Regions from separate parts of the Drosophila melanogaster genome. Here region 1 is linked to region 2. The links are chromatin contacts, called in public Hi-C maps. All regions are on one chromosome and are shown on one strand. The core of a region is the stretch at or near the end of the contact, and the rest is flanking DNA. Distances in the headings are between cores, read along the strand shown. Region 1 holds the start of hemo (hemotin). Region 2 holds the start of Ssdp (Sequence-specific single-stranded DNA-binding protein).

What was found. Hi-C and Micro-C count contacts between places; a contact is called where the count stands out from the background.
Region 1: a contact with region 2 is called in a Hi-C map of the Kc167 cell line, with 2.6 times the contacts expected there. The contact joins the promoter of hemo here to the promoter of Ssdp in region 2. A contact is called at or near these places in 2 of 107 Hi-C or Micro-C datasets (the Kc167 cell line and embryo).

The regions. Positions count from the first base shown.
Region 1 is chr3R:18,563,279-18,567,532 of dm6, forward strand. It overlaps hemo (hemotin), which reads right to left and starts at 1,895. Exons shown (of 1, transcript NM_001300464.1): 1 at 986-1,895. The coding sequence starts at 1,854. The coding sequence ends at 1,588. CG43210 reads right to left here and starts at 1,895. Exons shown (of 1, transcript NM_001300463.1): 1 at 986-1,895. The coding sequence starts at 1,441. The coding sequence ends at 1,262.
Region 2 is chr3R:18,197,708-18,201,664 of dm6, forward strand. Ssdp (Sequence-specific single-stranded DNA-binding protein) reads right to left here and starts at 1,888. Exons shown (of 2, transcript NM_169794.2): 1 at 1,500-1,888. It overlaps CG7985, which reads left to right and starts at 2,150. Exons shown (of 4, transcript NM_001275770.1): 1 at 2,150-2,269.

The DNA of each region.
Region 1 (4,254 bases), core at 645-3,144, 370 kb after region 2:
ATTAGAAGCTAAAATGGAAAAATAAAGCAATTTATCTACAGCAAAGATAATTTAAAATTCTATAAATGTATTAAGAGGTATTTAAAGGAATATAAAAAATATTTAAAAAGGGTAAGCATTTGTAATTTTAGAACCTTTTTATTCATTTATAAGTTTCTATTGAAGAAAATTAAAAAATAATATTATAAATATTGTAGCATTGTCAATGTAAGAAGTTTTTTGGAAAGTAAGCAAAAGCCAAGAATTTTTAGAATAAACAAACAGTTCCAGAACTTGCAGACTGTCCAGAAAGTGCAATATGTTTCTTCATTTGTTTTATACAAATCAAAAAATATGTATGCAGCTAAATATTAAAAAAAATATTTTTTTATCCATATATTAATATGTGTGTAAAATAGAAAAACGTCTTAGCTTCTTAATAGTTTTTACTTCTAAATGAGTTACCTTCAATTTGCTTTGTTTTAAAGCTCACTTTACACTTTGGCCACTTAATTCGCTTAATTTAATTTCCCTTATTACCTGTGACGACTTCGTTGCCGGGATGTGAATGAAAATGTCATTTATTAGCGCATCTCGTCCTGCCACCGAGGACCATCAAAACCGCCGTGCAGCTCTAAATTTTGCAGGTCGTGAAAGGAAACGTCAGCGAAGATGCATAGCCAAGTTTTTGGCTAAATTTATGGCCCGTCGTAAGCAACCAACAACTCTCAAAATACACCCATCCAAAACACACACACACACCCACAGACATCACGTTTTCACCTTAAGTTGTACTTAAAGGTACTTCGTTCCTGCCGTGAACTCATCAAACATTTTATTACACAACAGGCAACTCTTTTTTTATGGTTGCGATCCGAGCGGAGACATATAAAAACACTGGTATTCAGATACAGAATGAATCATTCATAACCGATTGTAAACAAGGCGACATCATGTCAGTGACTAGTGTGCATTTTACATTCATTTCGTTTTCAATACACGTTTTATTTACTTTTCGTTATCTTATTTCTGGGAAAGAATTAATAATATAAATATTAATATTTGCGATAATCATATGTCGTTATAGATTTATTTAACACAGAAATATCATTAACTGATTTTTCATAGATTATTTAATTAGAAAATCGTTTAAACATTATCTTATATAATAGATACCGTAACTAAACAATTTTTTTTTAAAGCTTGGCATTTATTATTATTTTTACAAAGGTTTAAAAAAAACGCTTCTCGCAGTGCAGTGATTCACATGAACTTAACTTTGTCAATAGACTTGCAGTCGTTCCACAGAGATATCGTCTGGCAAAGTAGGCGTGGCTTCACGCCCCCGCGATCTACGACACTCGCGGACATTCAGATACCAGTAGTAGAAGTACATGAATACCATCAATATGAAGACCGGTCCGCAGATGAAGTAGGACAAGTGAATTTGACTGTCAGTCATCGTGATGCACTGTCCAAAAAATAAACTAGTTCAAATCCTCACTTTCGATAGCCACTCGTTTATGTCTTGAGCATAATCTTAAGTTTAAAGATTGAAGATTAAAGCATCGCTGAAGTGTTTAATGATTTATCTACAAAGCTAGGATTTTAATAGATATCAACGCTATTCCGGCTGTGCGTTAGCTTCGTGGTGGCCACCATTGAGCATCCGGGCGTGATGGATATGCGACTCAGTGGCAGTGGCAACTGGGCTTGCTGCTCCTCGATGCGAGCTGTTCGACGATCGCGGATCCACTGATAGCCGTGATAACAATAGCAACACAACGTAAGTGCAATTGTAGCTACGGCGGGAATCAGCAGTAAGGGATTGATTTCCGATTGAAATACAACTTCGAAAACTTTAAAACAATCCATGTTGCAAGCGACGTTCGATGTGCGGATGGGGAAATATAACTAAATAGCGAGGAACCCTTAAATGTTTGGCATTTGCGTTCAAATGGCGATTTATTTTCTCCAAATACACACAGAGAAATTATATTGGGCTAATAATTATTACATTCTGAATTTCTTGGTAAATATTTATATAGTTTCTCTATCAATTGTTTTTGAAATAATTACTAAAATATTAATCATGGTCATTATTTGAATTTTCACAATGATTTAATTTAAAAACCAAAATTTTTTCTCTGCAGAACTTTATTCTCTCTCCCTCAAAAATGCAGATAAAACGCTATTAATACTCGCAGCGGATTTGAGTTCTTATCCGATTTTTTTCGTATTTCCGAATGATTTTATCGGTTTGAAATATTAAATTATTCATTCACTTTCATTTTACTAACTGACTAGCTTTAATTTTATTTATTACTTTATTATGAAGCACTTTACTTTCTTAGTGAACTTTGTGTACTATGCCTGTTTGTGATCCACATGCACTCGAGTTGGTGGATAAGCCAGAAGCTTGAATGAATCATGCAAGGGCGCCAAGGTCCCATCTCATTGTTGTTTTCTTCGTCTCATTCCGCTGATGACGATGCCCTCCGGGGATTCTCCAGAATCTGGGGACCATTGCAAATAGAACTGCTAGCTAGACAAACATATAGAACTCCAGGGGAACGCGTCGGCGGCGTCCAGACGCAGCTCAATTCAAACTTTGAAATTGTGCCTTGCTGTGTTGACTGCGAGTGCTGCTGACATTTGATGCTTTATGATGGAGTAAGAACCAAAAAACAAGCAGCACAAAAATGGATGGATATATGCCAAATCGCAGCAACACCTCGACATCTGCCGCATTCCACACACCCACAGACTGATGAGCAAAGTTTGCTTTTAATTTAAAATTTCGCCGCAGAAAAGTAGAGCCAGTTTTTTTTTGGTTTTTTCACACTAAAGATGCTGAGATATTGTGGGTTTTAAGCAAATAAACAATAAATGTGTGGTGTTAGCACTTAATTAATTTCATTAAGGAACTTCGAAAGGGAGCCTTAAAATATTTTAAAGGTGCCACAAAAACATTTCCTACACATCGAACCGAATAGGAATTCTTTCAAAACAAGAAAATAAGTTGCAGTTCATGCATTGAAAATCCTTTTGTATTGCTTAAAATTCTTTCGGTGAAATAAAATTGTTTTTTACCAACTATGTTCGAGGTTCGAAAATAATCGAGGCAGTTGGGGCGTAAGTTTGCAAGCGTAACAAACACACTGACCAAAAAAAAAAAAAAAAAAAAACACTCACAACGCACACAGAATGGATATTTCTCATTCAATTTCGCAGGTGTTTGACTCCATGTCGAAGGTGGCTCCAAATGGAGAAGGAGTGGGAAAGCCTTTGTCGATTTGAGGCGAACGTGGTTTGGTTTGTTTCGTTTCGATTCGATTCGGTTGGCATTTAAGCGGATTTTCAAACGCATCCGAAATGTGCAAATGGAACAGATACTTCGGTAGATACTTTGATCCACAAGGGCTTAAATGAAGATAGTGATGTTAATATAGTCATATTGACTGAATTTGAACTCGATATCAAGGCAGCTGAATTCAATACTATGAAAAGCACTTATTTAACATAAAGTAAATTAAAGTTATATCAGTTATTACTTAACAGAAGAAAAGTTTATAATAAAGTGCTGTAAGCTGTGCTTGTTATATTAAAGCCTTGTAATTCCAGGCCCGCATTTAGCATTACAAGTGATATTTGTTTGCTTTATGTTGCCCGTTTGGCGTCCTGTGTCCCCAAAAACCCCACACATTTTCCACCACAAATCCACTTTTATCGTATGCGAACGTGTTGCATACTTTGCGGCTGCAGCTGCTGTTGTTTGCCTTTTGCTTTCAGCATTTTATGATGCGCGCGATAATGATGGTTGCCCACAGACACATTACACCCAACCACCACGCAAGTTTTCGCCCAGCCACCCACCTATTTACACCTTTCACGTGTAATTAGATGCGCAAGTTAAGTTCGGGCGTGTGAAATTAATTAAAAACTTTCGCTGCTCAAAGTTGCGAGCGAAAAGAAAGTAAGTATAAACTTGAACCCTCTCGCATGCTAAAGTTTGGGAATCCCCAACAAATTGCCGCAAGACAATGTCGGGCCACAAAGTCAAGTGCAAAAGTGGCAAGTACATAAGTTCAAACCGTTGCAAGATGCCGATTGTAACTTACAGCATAAATCAGAGATAGTTCAGCCCAACTGCCCCCACCATTTGTCCATTTCTCTGTCTGCCGATTGTCTATCATCGAAGGCCATCAGCAGACAAGGGTCGAGTTCGGTTGCAACATCCCACTTACCAGGATTTTTCCCGGTCGAGTTGCTTCT
Region 2 (3,957 bases), core at 638-3,137:
TAGACTAACAGAGGTTTAAGTACTTAACGTGTTCGCTTTCACTAAGAGTTTGTTAGAGCTGTATTAAAGGTAAAAACTTTATTATTTGGTGGAATACTTTTAGAATCCACTTTGTTGGATTCCCTTCTCCCTCGTTCCACTCAGGTGAGTGAGGAGCAGACAGTGATGCTCTTGGCCTCTCGGCTTAGTACACATTGTACACAGGTAGGTTGCTACCTAAAAGCCTAAAGGCCAGCGGGCAGCATAGTCCGCCTGTCAGTCAAACAGACATTCAAATCAGAACTCGTCTCCGGGGTCCCAAAATATTGGTGGCACTGTGCGGGGGCGAGCGGGTGCAATTGGGGTTGGGTGGGTGGTTGGTTTGGCAGAGTGACAGCTCGGAGAGACAGGGCGCGTAGCGATAAGGTCAATTGGCTCTGCGGACAGGTGCATCAGTTACTAGGCACTATCGGCTATATATCCAATGGCTGGGAAAACTGTACGACCGATTTGAATGCGGTCGAAGGCGAACTCAACTCAAACTAGCGAATGTACACAGAGAGCGAAAACTATGGGCTGTCAGCTGTTATCATTTAAAACAGAAGGTGTTATCGGAATCTATTATGAAACCAGGTGGCGAAACTATTCGAGTGCCCAAAACCTGTGATCAACGACGAAGCCCAAGGGCTGAGTACCTAAACTTGCAGTGTGGCTGCTACAAAAAATACCGGTCCATCTCTCACTCTTTCTTGCTGCCGCTGCCCGCGAGCTCTGCTGGCGTCGCTGTCAGCATGTACAACAATAACAAAAAATATGAGTAAAATCTACATTAGTGCCGATATTGCTGCATTGTTGTTGTCTATTTGAAGACGTCATCAAATTGGGTACGCGGGTTTTCTCTCGCACGTTCTACTTTTTGCCACACACTCTCGCACACACCACACGCACGCACACTCGAACGCACAGCTTCACAGATGGCCGTTTGTTGATATTGTTGCTGCTGTTGCATACGCACCTTTGTTGTTTATTGTTGGCTTTGGCTATCTGTCGTTTTGTGAACGCCCTAATACTTTGAATACTTTTATTTTGGCGAGTGTCGTGTGCTGCTGATTGCAATTTTATCACAAAATCAACAAGAAACACAAACACACAATTCGAGAGGCTGCTGCTGCTGCGCTCGCGAAAGAGAGTAGAAGAGAGGCAGAGAGAGCGGGAGCGAGTGCGAGAGCGGCAGGGCGAGAGGGAGGAGCGATAGCGAGAATACGGAATTTTATTACAATCATTGATTTTTCGTATTCGTATTTGTATTAGCGGCTCCCCGGCTCTTCACATGTTTTGCGCGCATACATATAATTATTTATTATTAAACCGCGCGCTATTTTACTTCGTTTTTTTATTATTAGCTTTTTGCACCAATTCTCTTGTATTTATGTGACGGTGTGTGTGTGTATGTTTATTCGTTTTGCATGGATGTGTGTATGTATATGTTCGAGTGTTTTTAATTTCTTTTCTAAACACACTTTTTTGCCTGCCGCCGCTGTGTTGTTGCTGCTGCTGTAATTTTTGCAAGTTTTCTCTTCACACGCCTTTCATTCGCCGTGCGCTTTGTCCGTGTATTCGACGATTGCTTTTACTGCCTGTTCGGCTGCTGCTGCTTCTTCTTCCACTAAAAATCGGCTCTTTTTTGCCTGTACGAAATTTTCACAGAGAGCTATTGCGTTGAAATGCATTTTAAATTGATGTCATTTCGAAAGCAAACACAACGTTCACATTTTCACTTTGATTGCAAATAACTATTAGTTTGGTTTAATCGTTTAAACACGGCAAAATCGTATAAATATTTTTACTGCTACAAGTTGCGTCGTCGTCGTCTTCGTCTCGTTCGAGTGTGACCGTTTGCCGAGCATTTAAATAATCCGCTGCGAGCTGAGAAACGCACTAAAATTTACTAAAAGCACGCCATTTTCAGTGCTTTTAATAAATGAATATTTATTATTTAGGTGTGGTAAAGGTTAAGCAGTACGCTTTATATGAAATAAATGGGAGGTTGTGATTAAATGAGCTAAATTCTATTAAGGTTTAATTATATTATCGATTAATTATGACAGGGCTGCCAGCGTGCTGGAAAAAGCTCATTTGGCGTTGCCACGGTCGCCTAAGGGTGTCTGGCAGCGTAGTTGGCAATTCACCAAGGAGGACCGTACAGAAGTTCGCGGATAAAATATATCTTAAATGCTAAAATAGTACGCCTTAATGATAAAGAGTTCACGATTACCTAAGTTGCCAATGGGTAAGTTGTTTGCTTGCATTATAGACTGCGGTCTGCACCTAAACTGCTGGGCGGGGACTTACAAAAGCCGGCGAATTTCCATGTATATGCATTTACATTGTTGTTGGCCCGCAACTGCAGTGCTGTTAGGTTAACAGCGGCAGTGTGACCAGACGCCCGTTTGTTTATGTTTGGGGCTCGAAAAATAACAGTGTCTGTTCAAAACGCATTCAGTGCGCAAGAACCTCCGCTTGCCGCCAAATGGAAACCCCCCAAGCGAAGCAATATTGAAGAGATCCGAGGCATAAACAGTGCTGAGGTTTAGTGCAACTGCAACTGCTCGCGATTGCGCTACGTGCGCTGCGGTTTCCTGCTGTAATTCAAAGTTCTGCAATTCGCGCGATTTCCACGCCATGCAGTTGAAGCAAATGGACTGTTGATTGACTGGCCCTCAAGAGAGGAAAGCGGATTAAACGGCTTTAACAGTTAAGTTCGAAAATGGTTGAAAAACCAATGAAACGTATTTTTTTCTTTGCACTTACAAAACGAGCACGTGATGACCGAATTTTAATGGTACCCCCCCCCCCCCCCACAAGGCACTTTAAACCATTCAAGTTTTTTATAGCAAAAGAGTTTTGCCTATTTTGCATACGGTCTTTTAGTCTGCCAGTTTTCAAGTGTCGAATCTGTTGGGCATTCAAATGGAACATTTAGATTGTGCACCCCATTTTCTTTTTCTTTTTTATTTTTCAAGAGACACCCCAGAGGACAATCGTTTACCAAATGAATAATGTCGCTTTTGCAGCTACCGAACGATTCACCATTTTGTCAACTTTTATTTGACACATTTTATTGGGCAAATCGCTTGCCCGGTAATCCCTTTGCATTACTAATTCTGTCAAAATCGAGGGCGACATTTCCCAAGGGTCGCATTTCTCACCCGTTCACTCTAAATTCGAATCGAAATCAGATTTTTGTTTTTTTTTTTTTTTTTTTGCTGATGTCGGTGTGTTTTGTGGCTAGGGCTTCCAAACTCCTGTTGACTTTCGCATACAAACATTAGTTTTGTGCACTGTTGGCAAATTCTGGCCCCCAGCCACCCAAAGTGCACACACACACAGGCACACCCGTTCGCCGGGCCATTCAATTAGAAACATTTCGAATCGAAAACACTGAGTTGCATTGCTCTCAAGGACTGAAGCATGCAGCATGTGCAGCATCTGCTGCTGTCGCCATTAGTGGAAAAGTTGCTCGCCAGTTGGGACCACAAATCTGTATTAATTTACGTTTAATGTGCTGTGCGATAATCCAAGTGACTCATAACTATGTGTAATTGAATTAAGCTTTAATTAATGGCATTAACTTGTTATTTTTATTCTCCCCTAACTAATTGCTTGGCAATTTAATGCTTTCTGCACATTGATTAACGCACACAGAGACACAACACAGGGAACAATTGCAGCAGAGAAAGGTAGAAAACCGATGAATGGAATGGCAAACTGATGATGGTGCGAGTCCTTTTTTGTTCGTCACTTACAGTGCGACTTCCTTAAAGAGCACCTTGAAATTTTTGGCCCTTTTTAGTTGTATCTTATAAGAGATCTTAAGGCTAGAAAAGGACAGTTCTTTAAGCTTTAATTCTTTTCCAAAAATACAATGAAGGATGCACTCGTTTCTCGATCCGCTTTATTATTATTCAATTAAGTGGG